Regions from separate parts of the Mus musculus genome. Here region 2 is linked to region 1. Evidence: chromatin contacts called from public HiChIP or PLAC-seq data. All regions are on one chromosome and are shown on one strand. The core of a region is the stretch at or near the end of the contact, and the rest is flanking DNA. Distances in the headings are between cores, read along the strand shown. Region 1 has its middle 37 kb from the start of Gm38876. Region 2 has its middle 23 kb from the start of Gm38877.

Region 1 (5,947 bases), core at 1,626-4,125:
TTGTGGTCTGGCTAGCCTGATGTTCACAGGATCAAACACTAAAGTGACTCTGTCTCAAACTGGGCAGGAGGCAAGAACTGATACCTGAGGTCTTCCTCTGATCTCTACATGTGTGCTGTGGTACATACACAACCCCTGCCCCAACATGCACACACACACACACACACACACACACACACACACAAAACAAGGGCACACGCCTAATGCTCTAGCTTCCTCTGATTAGGCTCTACCTCCTAAAGGTTCTTCAATTTCCCAGCACCACCACAGAGTAGTAGCAAAGCCTTCAAAACATGGGCCACCAGGCAGAGTTCAGGATCTAGACTATAACCTGGGTGTGGTGGTGGAGGCTTGCAAAGCACTCAGAGAGAGGAGAAATGACTTCAAGGCCAGCCTAGGCTACTATTCCTATCCCCCAAAGATCCAAACTATGAAACCCCACCACCAAAACCCCTTGCTGGGCCCTATTACTGAGGCAGGATGCCAGACACACTCACATTCCCACCTGTATTTTCTGGAAACTTGGTTCTCACAGACGCAGGGCTCAGGGTTTTATTCAGAAGGGAGCAATGAACTTGGGGGATAAAAGCATTTCCCAGGAGATAGCAATCCTGCCCTCCCTCCCTCCACCTCCCCCTTTTCCTTCTCTGCCTCCCTTCCTCTCTCTTTCCCAACTACATATTTAAGTTTATTTATATTTCTCTTCAATATAAATCAATCTCATAATGTAAGAAATGTCTACTGATCCAAACATGACCAGGCCAACACAATGAGCCATTAGGAGCAGCAGGAATGACTCCTTCACACCCACAGCAGCTTGAGACCCCTCACTATTTGCATGTTGTCCTTAAAGATGGCAAGAGTTGGTTCTGCCCAGCATCAGTTAGGGTACTGGAACATCTCAGCTTGTGTGCACAGAGCCAAAGACATCCTAGACATCATCTCAACGAAGCATCCTCTGTATTGAGTTAGCTGTAAAATACTTTCCAGGATATAGCCCGAGTTAGCCTTGGGATTAGCTCTGTAAAACAACCCCTAGGTTGGAATGTTCATAAACATCGACTTCTGCAAAGAGCTCCATGACACACACATGGTGACTGGGGCCTTGGGGTTTAGATTCACATTCTAGCTCAGTAAAGTCTCAGAGAGTGCCAAGAGTGGGAAGAGAAGTGAGATGATGTAAACATCTGGATGCAGAGAGAGTGGTGGTGAACATCTGTAATCTTATTACCGCTGGGAAGGTAGAGGCAGGAGAATCAGACACTCAAGGCCATCCTCAGCAGCATGGGGAGTTTAAGGCTAGCCTGGGCTACAAGAGAACATGACAATAAAGAAAAGGCAAAGAAAAAAAGATATGAGGTGAGAAGAGGGGAGGGGAGGGGAGGGGAGGGGAGGAGAGGGGAGGGGAGGGGAGAGAAAAGTTGTCTTAGGAATTGATTGCTTTCAGGAGGAAAAGACCTAAACCAAGTGTCATAGTGAGTTTTCTGTTGTTATACCCAAATGTCAGAAGCATGGCAACTTTATAAAGAAATAAGGTTTGGGTTTGTTGGGTAAAGGTGCTTACCACCGAGACTAATGACTTGAGTTTGATCCACAGAACTCACACTGTAGAAGGGAAGAACCAACTGTACAAGTTGTCCTCTGGCCTACACACACACACACACACACACACACACACACACACACACACACACACACAAATTAATAAGTGTAGCTTTTTAATGTTTAAGAAGAGGAAAGGTTTCTTCGATTCATAATTTAGGAGGTGGGAAGTGCATGCGCATGGCCCCAGGTGTCTGGCAAGGGACTGTTTGCTGGCCGAGTCTCAGATGGTGCAGCAGTCATGGTGACAGATAGGGAGAGTCACACGAGTCCTGCTTCCTCTTCTTTATAAATCTGGTAGTTGTTTTGGTAGTTCCAGAGACTGAATCCAGGATGCCTGCATGCAAACAAGCCCTCACCCAGCCAACGGTATCCAAGGCCCTGGCTCCATCTTTGCACAGGTATCTGCATGTTGACCATAAGGCTACACCCTGAAGACCTGACAACCAAACCCCGAGCACCTACCTCCTGCAGTCCCTCCTCCAAGCATCTAACATCAGATCCCATGTCCCTCTTCAGTGTCTCACAGTGGGAGATCAAAGTTCACCTTTACAATGACTGTGATGACAGGTCTATCACTCACCATTTTTTATCTGAGCAAATCAATGCTCAGAGAGGTTCAGCTATTTCCCCAAGACTGCACAGCTGGCCTGACAGAGCCAGGCTGAAGTGCAGAGGACCATCTCAACCCACAACACCTTCCTGAGGAGCCACAACAGCAACTGAGCACATCTGACTAAAATTCTGTTCTCTCCAGTCTTCACACTACCCACATAGGAAGCTTGCTAGGTATGTCCTCTAAGCCTGAGAAACACTGGGAAAGCCTACTATCCTGAGCCTGGTTGGCGGGGTCCTTTCTCCCTACCTCCCTAGTTTCCTCAGCCCCAGCCTGGCCAGATGCCTACCCTAAGCTGGCAAAGGATGCCTTAGGAATGGCATTCACAGTTAGTTAGAGAGACCAGACAACACAATATCTAGGGATCTGGCAAAGAATGGCATAGCTACGTCTCATCAGAAGTCTGGACCTTGCAGACATCTTCCTCTGAGTGACCCAAAGAACAAGCCCACCAGGCAGCTTTCTATTGCTGTGGTAAGTACCATGGCTCAAAGTAGCTTGGGGAGGAACGGGTTGATTTCAGCTCACACTTCCCAGATCACAGTTCATCACTAACTGAAGCCAGGGCAGGAGCTCATGGGAACCAGCAGACAGGAACTGAAGCAGAGCCATGGAGGCGCGTTGCTTACCTGCTTGCTTCTCATGGCTTGATTTGATTGCATTTCTATATATCCCAGAGCCACCTGCTCAGGGGTGGCACCAGTCACAGTAGGCTGGACCCTCCTACACCAATCATTAATCAAAAAACAAACAAAACCAAACTTGCCCACAAGCCTCAAATAGAAACTTTTTCTCGACTGAGGCTCTTTCTTCCCAGATGGCCCTCGCTTGTATCACGTTGACAAAAACTTACCGGCACAGAATCTTTTTCAGGTGATGGGGAGGGACTTGGACAAGCAGACCAGCCTTCCAGTGTTAGGGACACTTGATTCTGTCCAGCCACGATGCTCAGCTTGACCCTGAAGAGAAGGACATTGTCACCTTTGCTATAAACTGCATTCAACAGTTGCTGCCAAGGCAGCTTGGTAAAGTACCCATCCTCTCACAACCAAGAGACCCCCAGAGCCACAGAAAAACCTCTAAGGAGTTCTGCCCTGCTGGCCACACCACTGAACAGCGCAGAGCTGACTGACTCATTCACCCTGTGGGGGATGCTGGCTATAGGGTCCAGATTTGCCAGACTGTTTGCACAACCCATCGTGATTTCATTCATAAAACATCTATCCTCCCCAAGGTAGATCCTGCTTCATGCCTGTTCATCCTCATGAGTGAAATTAGCATGGTCCAGCATCATATAATGACTGGTCATCAGGTAATCTGGGAGTCAAATTCTAGCTTTCCTTTTAAAAATAAGTTCCTTCGGGTCTTTATAGTACCTGGACTATAGTAGATGCTAAGTGTTGTTGCCTTTTGAGGTGCTCAAGACTCACGATGGTTTTCAATGTCACAGTTATTGAACAGCTACTGCATGTTAGATTCTGCCAACAGGACCTGAGAGTATGGCTTCTCCTCCCTTTACTGGTTACTGAATGCCATTCCCCATTTAATAAACATTTTTAGAAGAATTTTTGCGATGTAGTGTGTGTGTGTGTGTGTGTCTGTGTGTCTGTGTGTGTGTCTGTGTCTGTGTGTCTGTGTCGTGCATACACTGCTTGCAGAGCCTAGTCAAGGACATTGGATCTTCTGGAACTGGAGTTGCAGGCAGTTGGGTGGGTGCTGGTAATCCAACTTAGATCCCCTGCAGGAGCAGCCAGTGCCCCTAACCATGGGCCCATCTCTCCAGCGCCCTCTGTATACATTGGAAGTAGTAGTAGTAGTAGTAGTGTCTTTTCCATGCAGGTCAGGAGCCATCATTTCCTTGGGGTCCACTCTCTTCCTGACCCTCATCAGGGGTGTGCCAAGTAGATTCTGAGCTGATATTCACAGTGATGAATCCTTCAAGTCAGTAGTAAGTAGTCCTCTGCCCTCTATATGAACAGAATGTGGGCCCAGGATGCTCAGGAAGTTTCCTGGAGTTGCACAGCTAGGACTCTGGCTGAACTGTAGAGACAAGCAGACTAAGTACAGAGGGCCATGAGGAGGCCGAAGGGACCGAAAGATGGCAGTTTGTCACCCATCCCTTGAGAGCCACAGGACTATGAGCTGTAGTGATGACAAACATCCCCAGAGACCACTGCCAGCCTCTCCCAACCAGCAAACAGCAGGCCAACTCCAACAATCCCTTGAGATCATGGCACCATGATGTCACCCTGTTTATTCACCAAGTGGGAATCAGACCCACAGAATGGCTTAAGGAACTACTGGCCCCAGACATCAAAATGACAATGCCCCGTGACACACTCTCTGTGCCACCAGCGGCTCCTCAGCTGAAGGTCACCTAGAAGTAAATCACGGGGCAGTTTAATCTTTGCTCCCATTCCACAATTTAGGAGCAATTCTGTGCAACTTCCTTCCATTACTGGTCATGTCACTACGTAAGGGCAGGGTGACAACAGTGCATTTGGAGACAGCACACACACTCAGGGTCTCTTTCAAGCCTAGTTATGTGCTAGCCGGCCAAGAACACAGTGCAACCTTAGTTGCTTTCTTTAAATTTTAATTAAAAATTAATTTCCATATATATGTATATATATATATATATAATTGTATGTGTTGTATATATTTGTGTATATGTATGTGTGAGTGTAGTTATGTATGAGTATGTGTATATATATTGTATATGTATGTGTGTGAGAGGATATGTATATGTGTGTATATGTATGTATATATATGTGTGTGTGAGAGTGTGTGTGTATGAGTGTATGTACAAGTTGTGTTGAGCAATTCCTCCTCAGGCCTTGTCCCCTTCCTTTCTCCCCTGGTCCCATTAGTCCCCTTTCCCAGCTCTATTGCTTTGTAGACTGTGACAGAAGAAAGGGCTCTGCTCATGGCAGCTGGGAGGGAAAGAGAAAAGGACCAGGGTCCCAGTAGCCTCCAACTGGGCCTCTTCAGACCTTCACCAGCTCCCAACACCATAATAGACAGGACCAAGCTGTCACAACATATACCTTCATGCGGGACAAAATGTCAGGTGCACCCAGAAGTTATTTATTTATTCTGTGTTCATACATTCTAAACTGTTTTCATCTAAACTCCACATATGCACACACACAGACACACACACACAGACACACACACACACACGTACCCCCATGCATGTACACACACACCTTTTCACCTTTTAAAACCCTGTGCTGTTGATCCTGGTAGTGGTGGTGCATGCCTTTAATCCCAGCACTGGAGCAGGTAAATCTCTGAGTTTGAGGCCAGGGCTGTTACACAGTGCAAGGTCTAGGACAGCCAGGGTGAGACAGAGAAACTCTGTCTCAATCTCCCACTGACCCCCAAACAAAAGAAAAATCCAGTACTGCTGAGTGCTAGCAAAGAAAACTCAGTCCTGGGAGACCAGGACCTACAGGATACGCTCTGACTCGGTGGGACCTGCCGGCCTGCTGCAGAGCTGCCCTGCTCGCCACTCCTGCCCCGCTGCTGCTCTGGCCGTTCCACTATCATTTAAAATCCTATGTGCTGAATGGAATGGAACCAGGCTTCATTCTCTTCCCATTGTTTCTCCTGCAGAATTGACAACAGAATATGAGCCTTTTGTGTGGTTCTTCTTAGGGACAATCTCATTATTAAGTGGACTGAGGACCCACTGGACTCCCAGCCTTTATACCCTTAACCATCACC
Region 2 (5,947 bases), core at 1,261-3,760, 310 kb after region 1:
CAGTGCCAAGTGACTTTCCTTCCTCTCTCTCCCTGACATGGAGAGGGACTTAGAAGGCAACACACTTAACGCCACACTTGTAACGACTCACTGAGATCTTCCAGTACCACGGGCATGCATGTGCATGTGCAAATGCCCACGTGAGCACACACACAACAAAAAAACACCCACAAACAAACAAACAGACAGCAAAAGCAGACCCACTGGGCCTTAGAAAGGGTGGGCAGGTGTAACAGCCCCCACCAGTTCACAGCTGCCGCCATCTGACTGGTAAATACATGCCTATGTTGTAAGAAATCAGTATTTCATACCACAGCTGAGAGATAAATATCAACAAAAAAATGTATTAAGAATAGGCCTCCCCTGGAGTTTTGCCTTAAGTGGCTGAGATTTCTCAAAAAGCTAGTTTTTGAGCTGGTAATTGCAACGTGATGCTGTGCGCAGATGGCTTGGGAATGGGACAGGCTAATTTGAGTAGATGGGTGGGTAGTCTTAGAGGCGTAAGCCAGACTTCTAGGGCGATGGCGTGTATGGGAATTCCATGTCTATGTGTTAGTTTGTTGTCTTCTTTTTAATCTTGGAACTTGGCTTCTCTCAGATCAGTGGCCTTTTGAAATAACAGAAAATTATTGAAAGAGGGGATTGTTTTTAATATTTGATGTTCTTTCAAACACCCTACCACAAAATGAACCTTCTCAGAGAACTGTCCAGTGTCACAGACAGTGCAGGCTTTCGTGTTCAGTTTTTTTTTATTTGTTTTGTGCTGGTGATCCAACCCAGAGCCTGGACATGTTCGGTGCATGCTCTATCGCTGAGCTATACCCCTCCCCAGGCTGTCTGGAGTTTTTTGTTTTGTTTTGTTTTTTTTGTCTAAAAATACTGTTATAGATATTCATGTGTTAAAACTGAACATGAAGCAAACCTAGAGAACCTTTCCATCCAGAGGGGCAGGATTTCCCAGCCATCTCTTCTTCTTCACAATCTCCTGACCTTGAGGGGGTAGGCAGGCTCCAGGGATGAATCTATTCTTGCCAAACCAGACAACCTGCATCTCCAACTGCTCACTAATTAGGCCACCATTTTGGACTTTGATGTGACAGTTTTCAAAAGTGAACGCTGCCTTTGTTCAAAACCCTAAATTATGGCCTCACCATGTGTTCTCTACTCTCAGAATCAGCTTCCCCCATCCTTTGTCAAATGCTAGGCCAGATAAAGCCTGGAGCTCCACTTTCGTCATCGTGCATCCCTGACTCACATGCCCAGAATAATTCCCCACTGCCTAGAGCACAAGCTCCGATCTGGAGCTTATCATCAAGGCCTTCAGCAAACAGAAACCAAATCCACCCTGAGCTTGCTGCCCCGAAAGTCCCCTGCTCCAGATTAAAGCTCTCCGAACTGTCCTGACCCCACTACAACTTGTGTTCTCTTGTCTGCTCACATCTTGGGGGCAAGATGGGCTCTCTTTCCCTTAAGCTTGGCCACATAGTCCCCACCTTTATAGCCCCACCCCCATCTCACAGTTTACTACTGAGCTCTCTGATGACCCAGGGACCAGGGATCTAAGCCTTATCGCTGCTACACTGACCACGAGACTGCAGAGACCTTTCAGAGACCATTCTGTCTGCCTGAAAGATGTCAGAGTCAAACGGGAGAGACAGCCCAGCTGTTAAAGGCTAGATTCCAACCAAAAAGAAGCCAAGACAACAAACAAACAAACCTCCTGTAATTTATGTGTTTGAATCCTTAGGGGATACCTAGCTCAATGCTAATGTAAAAGGATACTCGTGACCCCCCCAGCCTTCTCTGTAGGGCCGGATTCAGCTCTCTGAGTGCTAAGCTAATGTTCATTTATTTAGAACTGGGACAACTACAAACACCCAAATCACCTCTTTAAAGCACTGACGTCTGCTCAAGCCATCCTTCCAGAACCTGGAACCCCATTCAAAGTCCTGGGTTCTCAGGACTTGTGGAAAAGAAGTCCTGTAAGACAGGGCATGTGCTAGAAAATCCATAACCCATAAATAGCATCTTTAAGATCCAGTAGCTGTTAAAGTTTCTTTCTTTGGGTCTCGAATGCTATTTCCTAAAAAGGTTTTGACACGGAACTTCAATGTTCCCAACAGACTGTAATGAATTTATTCTGACTATTCAGGGATGTGGGTCACATACATCTTTAAGTGGTGTTTTGTCTCTCCATAGTCCCCATATCACACCCTAAGGTGGTTCTTGTTCCCTGCCATGGAGATCTGAGTCTTTAAACACCATTTATTACCAGTTTAGTCCCCACTAGAGCCAGCCCTGCCACCCACTGTATATGGCAGAGAGACTCCCTAGCTGGTCTTCAGATACCAGGCAGACAGCTGCAGCTAAGCACAGGGCCATTATCAACAGGAAGAAGAAGGTGCTTCTTGATACAGACTCCTCTGAGGATGCACAGGGCTTGACCCCTTCAGTGGAGAAGAGCAGGTGCCTTGCATGCGTACCCAGTGGTGCATCTGCAGTGGTGGGAGAGGCTGAGTCACATCTGGATCCATGCCCACAGCCTCCAGCCCAGAGGAGGCAGGCCAGCAGCAGGAGGTGCTCCATAGAGAGCAAGTACCTTGGAAAATAGGATTGGGCTCTCTGGCAGTATCTTATCCTTACCACCGCTTCAAGCCTGGGGCTGCTGACTGATTGAAATACCATTTTAATTAAAACATTTGCCCTACGTGACAGGAGCAATTTAATGAAAGATTACCAAAGTAAGCACAATATTAAAAATGTGTCCAGGCACTGCTGTTTTGTGATGTTCGTCTTCCTTCTGTAAGGAAGGCCAAGATTTCAGTAGATTACACCAGGGGCTCAGTGGTTCACAGCACAGGCTGTTCTTACAAAGGCCCCGGGTTTGATTCCCAAACCCATGTGAGAGTTCAAAACTCCCTGTAACCCCAGGTCTAAGGGATCTGACCTCCTCTGACCATCCATACAGATAAAACAGCAAACCGCATAAAACATATAAATCTAAAACAAAAAGGCCAAACCAACCAGATTAGAGATCCACAGTCAGGAAATACATACATTAATTCTTGCTAAGTAGATGAGGTCTGGTCAGCTGGGTGTGATGGTGTACATCCAGCATGCAGGAAGCAGAGGTAGGAGGATCTCTGAGTTCTGGGCCAGCCTGGTCTACAGAGCTAGTCCCAGGATAGCCTGGGATACACAGAGGAGCCATGTCTTGGTGGAGTGAAACAATGAAGACAATAGGATTTGGAACAGATGTTCACGTGAAAGGCATTATGGGAAGAGAGAGTCCACGTGCAGAGGAACTGGGCAAGGGGACTGCTTTGACATGGAGGAGCACAGTGGGAAACTAAGCTCTCATGGTTTTCCAGAGCCTCTCTGTAACCCCAGGCAGGGCAAAACCAGAGCCCCTCTCAGCTCTGACGTAGGTGTTCTTGCCTTCCAAGGAGCCCTGGGCCATCAGAGGCCTGAGGGCTTGGAGACAGAGAGCAAGAGAAGGCGTAGCTTTACGTGCAGGAAGTGACTCGCTTAAAAATCCAATTGGCTCTCCTTATCCTTATTCTGGGCTTCACATCAGCGGATCAGACCTATGCTGGGCTCTGGCTGGCATGTACTATTAACCTGGGATGGAGGCATCAGTACTGACCACGTACAGAGCATGTGCCATTATTTCCTAAACAATTCAAAGCACCTATTCCTATAGTGTTTCCATGGCATCAGGAAGCCAGAGACAATCTCAAGTGTGGAGGAGGCTGTGCCAGGTCCTAGGCAAACACAACACCATCTTGTAGAGGGGAGTTGAGCATTTGTGGGCTTTGGCAACCATGGGAATCCTGGAGTCAATCTGTTAGATACTAGTGTGTTTTAAAGGCAGTCTGAAAGTTTACTCTGTGGTAAGGGTGTGGCTGCTGGAGCCAAATTAGGGAAAAGAAAGATGGCCAAGGTTAGATTTTTGTAAGTATGTACTAGTCCATGGGTCAAAAGCCACTAAGAACCAGATGGGAACACGGATATCAGAAAACATGAACAAAAGCAACATTTCTGAGGGGGGAAGAAGCTTGCAAATCCTCTGAACACAGAGTTCAAGCCGTCATGTGGAAGCAGGAAGTACACCTTTCTCCATCAAATGACTTCAGGGTGTCTGCTGCAAAATAGCAGCAGTGCCCCAGCTGCAGACCAAGGCACTGGCCAGGGCACCTCCACAGTACCAGTGCAGGAGTGATGCTGATTGACAGCCCTTGCTGAACAGTCGGGTAGATATATGATATCTGCTCCTAACAGACCAGAACATAACCCACCTGTGGTGGGATAGAGTGGCACCAGGCAGGAGCCCTGGAACCAGTTGGCTGTGCTTGGTGGTGGCTAGAATCTGGGTTGGAGTCCCCAACTCTTGCCACCTGTCCTTTGTCTTAACTCCCCTCCTGTAAGAAGTTTTGCACGAATTGAAGTCGCCCCAGTTCTGCCCTGCAGCCAGGCGAGGTGTGAGTCAGGGTTTGGAGACACTGGTTTTCTCAGCAAGCATAAAATCTTCCTAAAGGGAGAAGCCATCATTAAAGCAGGTTTCTCCCCGATCTGCATGTGCATGAAGGTAATAGACATTTAGAACTGGAAGGGATATCAGAGGACATCCAACTCCAGGAGATCCATCACGAACTTGGCACGGAGCTGTGCAAATCAAGCTTGCAAGGGCCCACAGATCAGCAGTAAAGCTTCATGCTTTCAAATCCTGTTATTTCCACTTTTGCAATAATGCAAAAGGGATGGAGAAAGATAAAAGAAAAGAAGACGCTTCTTTCCTTGAAAATATATTATCAAAGAGCTCTGGGATCAAAGGGGAAACATGAAATCATTCTTTAAATATACTAGAAAACAGGTATTTTACAATCTCAGCAGTACCGTTAAACGGAGCCCAAAGGAAACTGACGATAGTAAACGCCTGTGTTAACAAAAATTAAAATAAGTTAAGTATGTGACTAATAAGTCACAATCATCAACAGGAAGAAAACAAAAGCAAAATTGGTAAGGATAAAAGCAAAGGTAGATAAGGTTAAAAACTGAAATTAATAAAATTTAAAAGCTGGGTCAATTGAAAGAATTAGCTAACTTTTTTTTTTTTTAAATGAGAAACACAAAGACATCATGGAAGAAATGTAGGTAGCTTGGTGGTCGGAAAAAACAATATCTGACGCTTATATGGTAAACTGGTAGAGTATTGATTCCCAAGCTTTCGGGGCTCCTGAAATATTTTGAGCTGGAGTGTAGCATGGGGCAAAGGGAGGCCATTTCTCACCCGAGGCCCGGGCTCCATCACTGTACTAACTCTTAAGATCAGTTTGGGAAGAACTGCCACGTTTGAAATGCTGAGTTTACAAGTCTGTGCACATGGTATGTCCCGTTTATCCAAGGTGTTAATTTCTTGAACTGATATGCTGGGGGTTTCTCTGTACGCCTTGGTCACTTCCTTTGCCAGCTTTCTGTTCTTTGAGATCTGTTTCTTTCCTATTGTGAAGGTGTAGCTTTAAAATTTGTATTTTCTTAGCAGAGCCTGGTGATGTAGTTGGCAATCTCAGCTACTTGGGAGGTTGAGGCAGGAGGATTCCAACTTCATGGCCTTTTTGTCTACAGAGAGATTTGAAGGCCAGTCTGGGCAACTTAGTGAAACTCTGTCTTAAGCTTGAGTGTAAGAAGAGGCCTGGGATATATATAACTAGCTAGCTTAATGGTAGGGGAATTGCCTAACATACATGACACCTTAGGTTTAGTCTCCAGTGCTGATAAAAAAATAAATTGTATTCTCTTATTTATGTCTACTGCATAGAGCACAACAGATGCTTTTGTGGCTTGACCTGTACCCAGTAACCCAAGCTCACACATGTTAGTGGTTGGATTATCTTGGATTTTACAGGCTGCCATCTACCATATGTGGGCAATGGGTTTTCCTTTTTTT

Evidence for each region. HiChIP or PLAC-seq counts read pairs in DNA pulled down with a chosen protein or histone mark.
Region 2: a contact with region 1 is called in an HNF4G HiChIP or PLAC-seq map of pancreatic cancer cells. The contact joins two enhancer-like sites.

The regions. Positions count from the first base shown.
Region 1 is chr6:114,979,961-114,985,907 of GRCm38.p6, forward strand. No RefSeq gene overlaps it. Among named protein-coding and RNA genes, the nearest start is that of Gm38876, 37 kb to the left of the region's middle. Within about 2 kb of position 2,876, at least 8 of the 459 cell types and tissues checked have an H3K27ac peak or open chromatin away from gene starts, as enhancers often do. A contact at or near this core is called in pancreatic cancer cells, where this site is marked.
Region 2 is chr6:115,291,576-115,297,522 of GRCm38.p6, forward strand. No RefSeq gene overlaps it. Among named protein-coding and RNA genes, the nearest start is that of Gm38877, 23 kb to the right of the region's middle. Within about 2 kb of position 2,511, at least 7 of the 459 cell types and tissues checked have an H3K27ac peak or open chromatin away from gene starts, as enhancers often do. A contact at or near this core is called in pancreatic cancer cells, where this site is marked.